Regions from separate parts of the Triticum aestivum genome. Here region 2 is linked to region 1. A link is a contact called in public Hi-C data. All regions are on one chromosome and are shown on one strand. The core of a region is the stretch at or near the end of the contact, and the rest is flanking DNA. Distances in the headings are between cores, read along the strand shown.

The links. A called contact is a pair of places that touch in the nucleus more often than the background predicts.
Region 2: a Hi-C map of leaf shows a contact between it and region 1, with 5 times the contacts expected there. The contact joins the promoter of LOC123055785 here to the promoter of LOC123055776 in region 1. A contact is called at or near these places in 4 of 5 Hi-C or Micro-C datasets (leaf and root) and 1 of 1 datasets of contacts at active chromatin or transcription factors (leaf).

What each region holds. Positions count from the first base shown.
Region 1 is chr1A:453,822,794-453,827,609 of IWGSC CS RefSeq v2.1, forward strand. LOC123055776 reads left to right here and starts at 3,275. Exons shown (of 1, transcript XM_044479641.1): 1 at 3,275-4,218. The coding sequence starts at 3,345. The coding sequence ends at 4,163.
Region 2 is chr1A:454,052,961-454,057,664 of IWGSC CS RefSeq v2.1, forward strand. LOC123055785 (probable mediator of RNA polymerase II transcription subunit 26b) reads right to left here and starts at 2,254. Exons shown (of 9, transcript XM_044479647.1): 1 at 1,099-2,254; 2 at 917-985; 3 at 753-835; 4 at 439-494; 5 at 185-312; 6 at 55-82. The coding sequence starts at 1,701.

The DNA.
Region 1 (4,816 bases), core at 2,025-4,524:
GCGCCCCCAAGAGCTCAGTTTTCGTCGGCTCAGGCCGAAATTGGCGCCGGCGGACCCAACCCAAACCCGGCGTGCTGGGGGTCGCTCGGGGGCGCCGGGCGAATCGTTTTTGGCGCGAAGAGCCGCGGGCACGCCGCGTCAGCGACTCTACTCTCTTCTCGCCCCTTCGTCGTCCTTATTGCCTCGTTTCCCGCGGCGAATCAATGCCAAAGCTGTCGCGCGCTGCCGCGCCGGTCAGCCTCCATTGATGCCTCACGGGCGGCGCAGTGAAGGCTGGGCGACGCGTCCCTCGGCCGTCACGCAATCACGCCACGCGCAACGCGCCGGCCAAGCCTACCACGCGGCGTCTCCGCCTATAAAAGCCGACTGCAAGTGCGTCGGAGAGACTCACCCCGATCATCCACCGACGACGCGCTCATTTCTCCCCCTTTCCTCCTCTCGCCGTCACCAGTTGAGAAAGTATGGCCGAGCGTTTCCCAGGCGACGGCGCGGCGGCGAACGGATTCAGGCGCCGTCATCTGCACGAGGACGAGGCTCGCCTCCTTTTCGAGGCCGAGTACCCGGTCCCGCCGGACATGCGGGTGCCCGGGGCGTGGAGGATCAGCGCCGGCGGCGTGCCGGTGCCCCCGGTACCCACCGGCGCGGCGCGGCGTGCGGAGATCGCACGCATCCGCTCGTCCCTGCTGCGTGCGGCAAGGGAGGGGCCCCGGTACGTCCCCGACAGCCCAATCTGGGAGCCGTACTTCCGCCGCCGGCACGACGAGCAGCTCGAGGCCACCAACGGTGTCGTGTCCTCCGGCAGGTTCAACGCCGCCGGCCGGTGTCGGTGGTGGGGCGTGCCCGGGCGCACGTTGGAGTCCGTCCTCGAGTACATCGAGGGCGGCAACACGCCGCGCCTCGAGTGCCCCGCTCCCCTGTCCTTCTCACGCCGCCGGGGCCGCCGGGGAAGCTCCTGGACGCCGAGGCGCATGGAGACCGGGGTGTCCTCCTCCTTGTCCGGCGGCTCTCCCTGCCTCCACCTCCGCCCCGTCAAGCCGAATCCCCAGGACACGCCTGTCAGCGCGCGTACCCGCAGCTCCAGCACCCTCGTCGAGCCCAAGGTGGAGTCCAGCCTCCCCCTGGAGTACGAGGAGATAGCCCGGCGCGGCTTCTCCGACGAGGACGCCATGCGGTGGCCGCGCGACGACTACCTGCGCGAGGAGATGATCCGGTAGCGCCGGCCTTGGAGGAGATCGCCGCTCGCAAATGGGCGCGAGGACGAGGACGGTGTCGTCGTCCTCGATAGCGACGACGACGACGCCCCCAGACCGTCCAACCTGCCGCGCCAACCGGGAAAGGGATGCAGCAGGGACGGCGGAGGCGTAGGCGGGGGCGACGACGACGACGACGACGGCGGCGGTGACTACACGCGGTTCTACAGCCTCCTCGGCATGTAAAACCGCGTGGGCGGGCGGCGAGGGAGACGGCGGGGGTAGCCCGCGGTAGTTTTTTTTTCTTTTTTTGATAAAATATGTTTAAATTTGAACGAACTCGCTCGTGTTTGCGTTGTGTTTGCGCCGAATTTCAATATTTTAAAAATCTGCGGGGGGCTGCGACTGGGAGACATCACGCCCCCAGTGCGCGGTTTAGAGCCGGTGCGTCCCGAAGGGGCGATTTTTTGCCCCTCCTGAAAAGTCAACGGCTGGAGATGCCCTTACATCACTAGTCAGTCACTGCTTGCCGCGTAGCAGCAGTAGTACTGGTAGCTGAATGATTCCCGACAGAAGCGGCCTCGTGATTAACGACGGCGAGGACATAAATAAATAAAACCGAATGCGACCGCGGAAATAGCAGCCGGCGGCCAATCGGTCTGAAGCGCGCGCGAGCGAGCGAGCGAGCCCACGACGCTGACGGGCACGGACCAAGGCCGTCGCCTTCCGCCGTACGCACCGACCGCCGTGGCACAGCGAATGCGACGGTGCAGGACGACGCAAGAAACTCGCCGCTCGCTCGATCCCGCGCCAACGACGAGAAAAGAAGCCCAGAAAATGCTCCGACGGATAAGAACTCCTCGTCAGTCACACCATTTTTTCTAATAATAAACTAAAATGAGAGCATGTTTGGAACGCACGGATTTTATATAAGGATCTGTTTGATGGTCGTTTCCAGCAGGAACCGAAGAATGTTATTTATTCCCGCGTTCCAAGCGAGATCTGACGAACTACTACTACTCTTTGGCACAAGAAGCGTGCATTGCCCCCGCAAAAAAGAGAGAAAAGAAGCGTGCATTGCCCCCTTGCCGACAGGTGCAGCTGCATGTCTACTTAAAACGCAGGAGCATTGCACGTTTATGCAGCCGAGAGCATGAGATGATGACACGGCGACGCGCACGATACCACCACCCTGACCACCACCACCACGCCACGTACGTCCTTTTCTCCCTGAGAACATGCACGGCACAACCACATCTCTTCTCAAGTGAAAGTTGCATGGTGGATCGAGTGGTTGAGTTAATCTGGCCGGCATGGGGAGTGAAAGAGAGAGGACATGAGATGAGGATCGACCGAGATCACAGGCGGGCGGTGTCGTGGTCCAGCACCCAACAACACCTGCCACCAACCACGATCAAAATCACTAGTCGATTACATTACATTACTCCAGCGAGCAGAACGGGTGAAAGAACCAACGGAGGGAGGGAGGGAGGAGGGAGGAGGGAGGCGTCGCCCAACAACCTCCTCCCCCTCCTCCGTCCAGACAATCATCGCCGCTGGCTGGGGGCCCATGAGCCTGAAAAATCGCAATTAGCTAGCTTTTGCGATTGGCTTAGTCGACCACAAACCTACACCTACTGCAGCACTGCTCGTCCGAAGCAAAAAGGGTCACTGTCGGGGCGAAAGCTAATTGCAAGTTGTGAAGTGCGATTTGGACAATGGCGGTCACGTGGGAAAAGCTTGCTTTCACAGGTCAGTGCTCTGGCCACTCGTGCCACTCATCACCCTTGTACGCAAATCTCGGTGTCACTGGATGGAAAGGCAGGGCAGGGCCGGGCCGTCCATGCCATCTTCTACCATGGTCTTCCCTTTGGTTCAGAGTTCAGAATCAGACGCAACAGATATTCAAAATTTCAGATACCATGGTGTCATTCTTACATCAACCTGAATCGACGTAACTAAACCCGGACGGTTCTGTCTGGCCACAGGCTGCAGATATCCAGAATCAGAGGCTCGGTCCATCCGTCACCTACGTGTGCTAAGCTATGCATTGGGTGTCCCGTCGTCGCAAGCAAGCTCGCTCGCATGGTGTGTCACCTCACCAATCAGGAGAGTGGAGAGCGACGCGAAGACTATACAAAGAAGGATGGATAGATGCTGGTCTGGGGAGAAGCGACTCCACACCAGCCCCCGTTGAGAGTCGAGAGAGTTCCACCGCTCCCGGCCCGATCCCTTATCTTCTCCGACGGCCTCGCCGGCCGGAGCGGAGACGGGAGAGGTGCATGGCGTTGTCCTATGTATATAGAATCTAGGTATAGGTTGAGGTCGAGTAGTGCCCATGTGGCGTATGGCTGTATGCCGATGTGGAGAGCGCCGCCGCCGCGTACGAGCAGCGGCTGGTGGCTCACGGTGGCTGCGTCTCAGGCAAGGCTGGCTGGCGGCCAGTCGCTGCCGAGGGGCGTGCTGCTGGCTCATCCACCAATAAGCTCGTCTGGTCCCCTGTTCTGGAGGCTCTCCGCTACTTCTCTAGCTCGTGGCGTCGCCGTGGTGGTGAAGACGAAGAGTAGAAGAGATGGAGAACCAGATCGGGTCAGTGCTCTTATCCGGTGGCTGTTTGGGAGTGGCCTTGGCGCCAGCTACGGCGTTCGGCGGCCGGCCGGCTCCATCACGTCATCGTACATGCTGGCCGAAGGGCGGCCTTTCTACTTCTTCCTCCCGGCCAAGATGCCTAAAGGGAGGCAGCTCATCTTCTGCACGGAGTCTATGGCGTGGTGCCATGGAAGCTTAGTTGTCCCAAGTGGCAATGTCCCCGGCGACGGCGAAGTTACGGCCGTGCAGAAGATGTCAAGGACCCGATTGCTTTTCTTATCTGGTTGTTGGGGTCCTCTTTGTAAAAGACAGGGACCAGTGTGTTATTTGCAGTTAGTTCTGGGTCCGTCTGTAAAATGCTGTGTACTTCATGTTCAGTGTTAATGCAGCATCAGGGTCCTTCTGGACCCGTCTTTTGTTCAAAAAAAAAAAGAAGGATGGATAGGGGAGATGCACAGGGATGACAAGTCGTAGAGGCAACCAAGCCAACCAGGTGGCGGACGTGGGCGGTGGCACGGCGCGGGTAGACCACCGGCAGCGCACCCGAAAAACATGGACCCCAGACCGAGCCGCGAGTCGGCTTGCCGCGTTCACATTGCGATTTCGATTCGGATTCGGCGCCCGACTAGCTAGCTAGCTAGCTGACCGGGTCCAGGAAGAGGCCACGCGGCAGCCTCCGCTGCGCCTGGCTACAGGCTACTACTAGTAGTACGGTCCTGCTGCACGGCACGCACGCCTCAGCGCTTGCAAGGGATCTAAACTTGTCAATTAAAAAATAACTAGAAGAACGCTCGTGCGTTGCAACGGGGCCACATTAAAGTTAAGAGTTCAATATTAATCATGTTAATAATACATTTAATATTCTCATACATATCAAGTGACACTGGCGACCTTTTCTGTCAATTTAGTAACGGGCTCAGTTGCAACGGGCTCTTTATACATATCAGACAACTCGGTACTACTTAAACTACAACTATGGCTACCAATATTTTTTTGTCAATTTAGCTCAGCAATAGTGCCTGGCTTAATAGACTGCT
Region 2 (4,704 bases), core at 1,004-3,503, 230 kb after region 1:
ATGGAGTGCTAGCATAGCAAGGGAAAACTAAGCAATTTGGGTAGTTGTACTCACTTCCATCTTCATCCATTTCGTCAAAGAACTTCAGGTTGCAAAGGCGAACAGGCAAAATAACAATGGAAGTTAATTAGCTTATTGTTCATCACTAAAACAATTCAGATAGCAGGAGTGGATATATTAGTACCTCAGAGAGTTGAATGGCAGTAGTCTCAGGTGCAAAGAATGCTCCTTCATCCAAAGGTGGAGAAGGAAGGCCTTCTTCTTCATCATCATCATCCACAACAGAAGGGTTTGAAGTTCCTGGGGAGTTGTCTGCAGGTAAAAGCAGCAATAATATAGTAAGCTAAGAGGCTTGCATCTGAGCATTCATTCACATAGAATTAACTCTGAAACTGATGGATGAAATAATGTAACATTGGACAAATTCAGATCCTTTACCTGCAAGGGCAACGTTGGTAGTACTGACCCACTCATCAACCAAAATTTTCCAATCCCTGGAAACACAAAAAGCAACTGAAGATGTCAACAATAGTTTACAAGATTGCTTTGGACTCATGCTAACAAGGTAATTTTCTCATTTTTCTTTGGGATGGCGAACAAAGGTAAATGGTGACCATGTGGCAGTGCAGATGGACTGGTACTAGTCAAAATCTTTTCAGAACATGAGAAGTAATTTGCCTCACTGAACTCTTCAGATTCAAGCATGAACTAGTTGTATAAAACCAAACTAGATAAAAGTTCATGAAGCTTACTGAATGAGAGCCAGCGCGAGGTGACGAATCTGCTGCGAGCTGTGCTTCCGAAGGCCATTAACAGCCCTCCCAATCTCGGTAGCCTATGATGAACAGCCCCAAAGATAAGCAAACCAAATAGCAACAAAACCAGATATCTCATATGCGGTATGCAAGATAGGTACCTTAAGCGTGGAGACGGACAATTGCATCAGCTGCAGCCTCCTAAGTGAGTCGAACAGAGTAGCATCCGACTGCAAGACACCATTTGTGTTTTAGTTCAGATCAATGCTAAGTGCTCACTAGAGTTGACAAATAACAGGTTTAGCAATATGAATGGAAGAAGTGCACAGATAGGAGTCCATACATGGTCTTGCTTGTGCAGGAGGAGCTCCTTGATGCGGATGACCTCCCCAACGATCTGCGACTCCTCATCGATCTCGTTGGTGAGGGCCTCCAGCTCCTCAGCCTCCGGGTCGTCATCCTCTGCGTGGTGGTCCTCCTCCGCCGGCACGGCCGCGTCCTGCTCCTCCTCCTCCTCCTCGTTGTCGTCGTCATAGTTGTGGCCGTAGTTGCTGGCGGCGGCGCGGCGGAGGCGCTCGTCGTCCTCAGAGTCAGAGTCGTCGTCCTCGCTGATGCCGCCGCCGAGCGCCCCGCCCCCGGGCGCGCCGAGGCTGCTGCTGTCGACCTTGCAGTCCTTGTCGGGGACGCGGCGCACGCTGCCCTTGTCCTCAGCGACGGCGGGCGTGGCGGGGGGCGCGGAGCCGGTGCTGGCGGTGCAGCCGTGGCAGGAGGAGGGGCGGGCGAGGAGCGCGTTGAAGAGCCGCTCGGCGATGCGGTCGCGGCGTCGCAGGAACTCCTGCGGCTCGTCGGCGGCGGCGACGAGGATGGCCTTCTCGATGGCCTCGCAGATGCCGACGCCCGCGCCCCGGAAGAAGCCGCGCCACCGGTCGAGCCCGTCGTCGGCCATCGCCCCCGAGATCGGGCCGCACAGGACGGGAACAAACAGCTAGCACCACCAGAAGAACCGATGCTCCGCCGATTACCTCGGGCGGGTTCCCCCCTTGCGAAATTATTACTACTACGCCGCGGCCGAGAATCTAATCCCAGCCCCCGATCGCGAATCCGATGCGCCCCGGAATCCGGCGATCGTGAAAGCGAAATTCGCCGGAAAAATATCAAATCAAATCGAGAAACGGGGAGGGGCGAGCAGGAACGAATCGAGAGAACCGAGTCGAGTTAGGTTCGCTGGGTTGCTTGGCCCCCAAGGCCCGGTTTCCGTGAGGATTTCTGCGGCGGCGGCAGGAAGAACCTTACCAAATCCTATCTGGCCCTTGCGGAAAGGGGGAGGTAGGGTAGGGTAGGGCTGGGCGTGGGCGGGGTGGGAGGAAGAAGACGGTGCGGCTGGGCTGGGCTGGGGGGAGAAGGCCAGGCGAGGCTCGCGAGGGCGATGCGAACACCGGGAAGGGTCGGGACGGGGATGGGGACGGGGCGGGGCGGGTGGATAGGGACGCGGATGGCAGGGTACGCTACGCCACGCGAGACGCGACCCGAGCCCACGAGGACTGCCAGCACCGGCACGCACGCACGCCGCAGCTAACTAAACGAGAGCTACCAGTACTGGATGCGACGACCCCTCCCGGCTCCCGCCCCGTGGCCCAAAATACGCGCGGTAAAACAAACCGGGCCGCGTCACCGGTTCGGGTCGCTTCTTTTCCTTTGGCAGCGGTCGCAGGAACCCTCCTTTTCCTTCTGTAGATAGATTCTGCAGAAGGGAGCGGGGCGACGCGGCTTCTTTGGTTTGACCCCGCCGAGCCGAGCCGAGTCGACATGCACTCTCTTTCTCCCGCCTCCCCTCCCCTGCCCTGGTTTTGTTTAGCGGTGCTATACTAGTTTGGTACTGGCATTAACTACTTCGATCGCTGCCCATGATTTACTCCATTATTATCGGCACTGCCAATTGATTGCCTACTTTCCTTCTCATCTCATCTCATCACCAAATATCCCTCCAAATCAATCAAGCATAAATGTTCACTCCTCCAGTATTGATTACTGAAATGATTTTGGCTTCGGGCAGTAGTATTTCTTTTCGAAAATCCGGCATCATGAGAGCTCAGTCCATATTCTCTTCAAAAAAAAAAGAAAGATAGAAACGTTCTGGAGCCCACCACGGGTCCATGACAGCCCAGTTACCTTGTGTAGACTCTAGTGTGGTTTTCTCTTTTAGCTACAGCAGGGGTGGACCGTTGCGGTTAACGCCCTTGGCTCGGCTCCAGCGGTTGCTTCCAAAATGGCCCAGGCAACCGTATCCCCCGGTTGTTCCACGGAGGGATTCTCCACGCGCAAGTGGCATGTGTTTCTTGCTTCCTTTCGGAGGGAACATGTGGCTCTTGCTACCCCTGGCTGAGCTCGGTGCACCACAGACTTTTCACTGCTTCAGTTGTGACCTTGTGGCTGCCTCTCCTCTGGGGCCAACTGCACGGCAAGAGCAGAAAAACGGTGCGTAGTAAACGTGGTTAGAGCATCTCCAGCCGTTGTGTCACCCACAAGGCGTTTTTTCGACCTTCTAAGAAGGCCCCGGCGCTAATTTAGTCTTTGGGTGCAAAAAAAATTCAGCCGTTGTGCTCCCCAGGTCACCGTTTCTTCCTGGACCACCGTGGCCATTGCCGGAGTTCGGTCCACCCCGACGTGCCTAGCCCCTCTCCCCTCCTCCCAACCTGTTCACGAACTCCCCCTCACTCCCGCAGCTCGCCCCACCCACTTGCCCTCGCCGGAGCTGGCTATTCCACCGAAAACCATCACCACCGCCGCCGCCTCTGTAACCTCCTGTCACCGCGGCCTCCCCTCCGTTCCATCCCTCCTCACTGCCCCCTTGGCCTCTGAACGGGTGCGTCTCGTCGCCCCAGTCCCGCCGGTGTCCTTATATCAGCCGGAGCCCGTCAGAGTTACCCGCACCGTCGAAGACCACCGTCGCCTGCCTGCCTCTGTTTCTCATCTAGCGCCGCCCGTTGCCGCGTCCCAGCGCCTTCCCGCGCCTCCCTCTGGCCGGGAACGGGTGCGGCGGGCCCCTCCGCGGCCGCCGGTGTGCTCGGCTCGGCCGGAGACGGCAGGAGCCGGCCGGCCCGTCGCCGGCTTCGCATCTCCCCTCCGCTCCTCTGTCTCTGGTTGGGTGGAGCCGGACGCAACACGGAGGCGAGCAGGCATGGAGCGGCGAGGAGAGGAGCAAGGCCGGCGAGGGAAGATGCGGGGCGATGGAAGGAAGAGAGAAAGGAGAGGAGAGAGGGGAGAGAGAAGGGCTGCAGGTGGGCCTGCGCATGCAAAAGGCGATCGCCGGCGTTCCCAGCTGCCCCGCAGGGAGCTGGGTGTGGGGTGGGCGTGCCGGCCGTAACATTCGCTAAATCCGGCAAAAAACGAGGTCCTGGATGCATGGCTGGGACGTTTTTTACAACCGGCGCTAAAAAGTGCTCCTGGGGGGCTGGAGATGCTCTTAGTCATGAGTTGAGGTATTTTTGCGTACACTATATTTTTCTTCCTCTCTTCTTTTGCGATGTATTTTTTTTCTTCCTCTATGAATGAGACTGCTAGCTCTTGGGTGTATTCTCCAAGAAAATAAACCACAATAGAAGAAAGTGGGAAAATAAATCATATTTAAGTTATCAAAAAAAAATTAACACAGTACAGACGCAAGCGCTCATATACACGCGCATACACTCACCCCTATGAACCCCTCCGAAAGACTGAGACGACATATCATTTTGAAATTTATGAAGTCACCGTAGGCACTTCGTCGTCGACGGGAACGTCTCCTCCCACTGAATGTGCACCACCGGAAATCCTGAATTAAATCCAGAAATAAATGCGAGCACTAGGATTTGAACCTTGGTGGGCTGGGGATACCACGGTCCCTCTAACCATCCAACCACATGTTGATTCGCTAAGCATATCATATTCTGGAGGTCGCTACTCGAGCAAG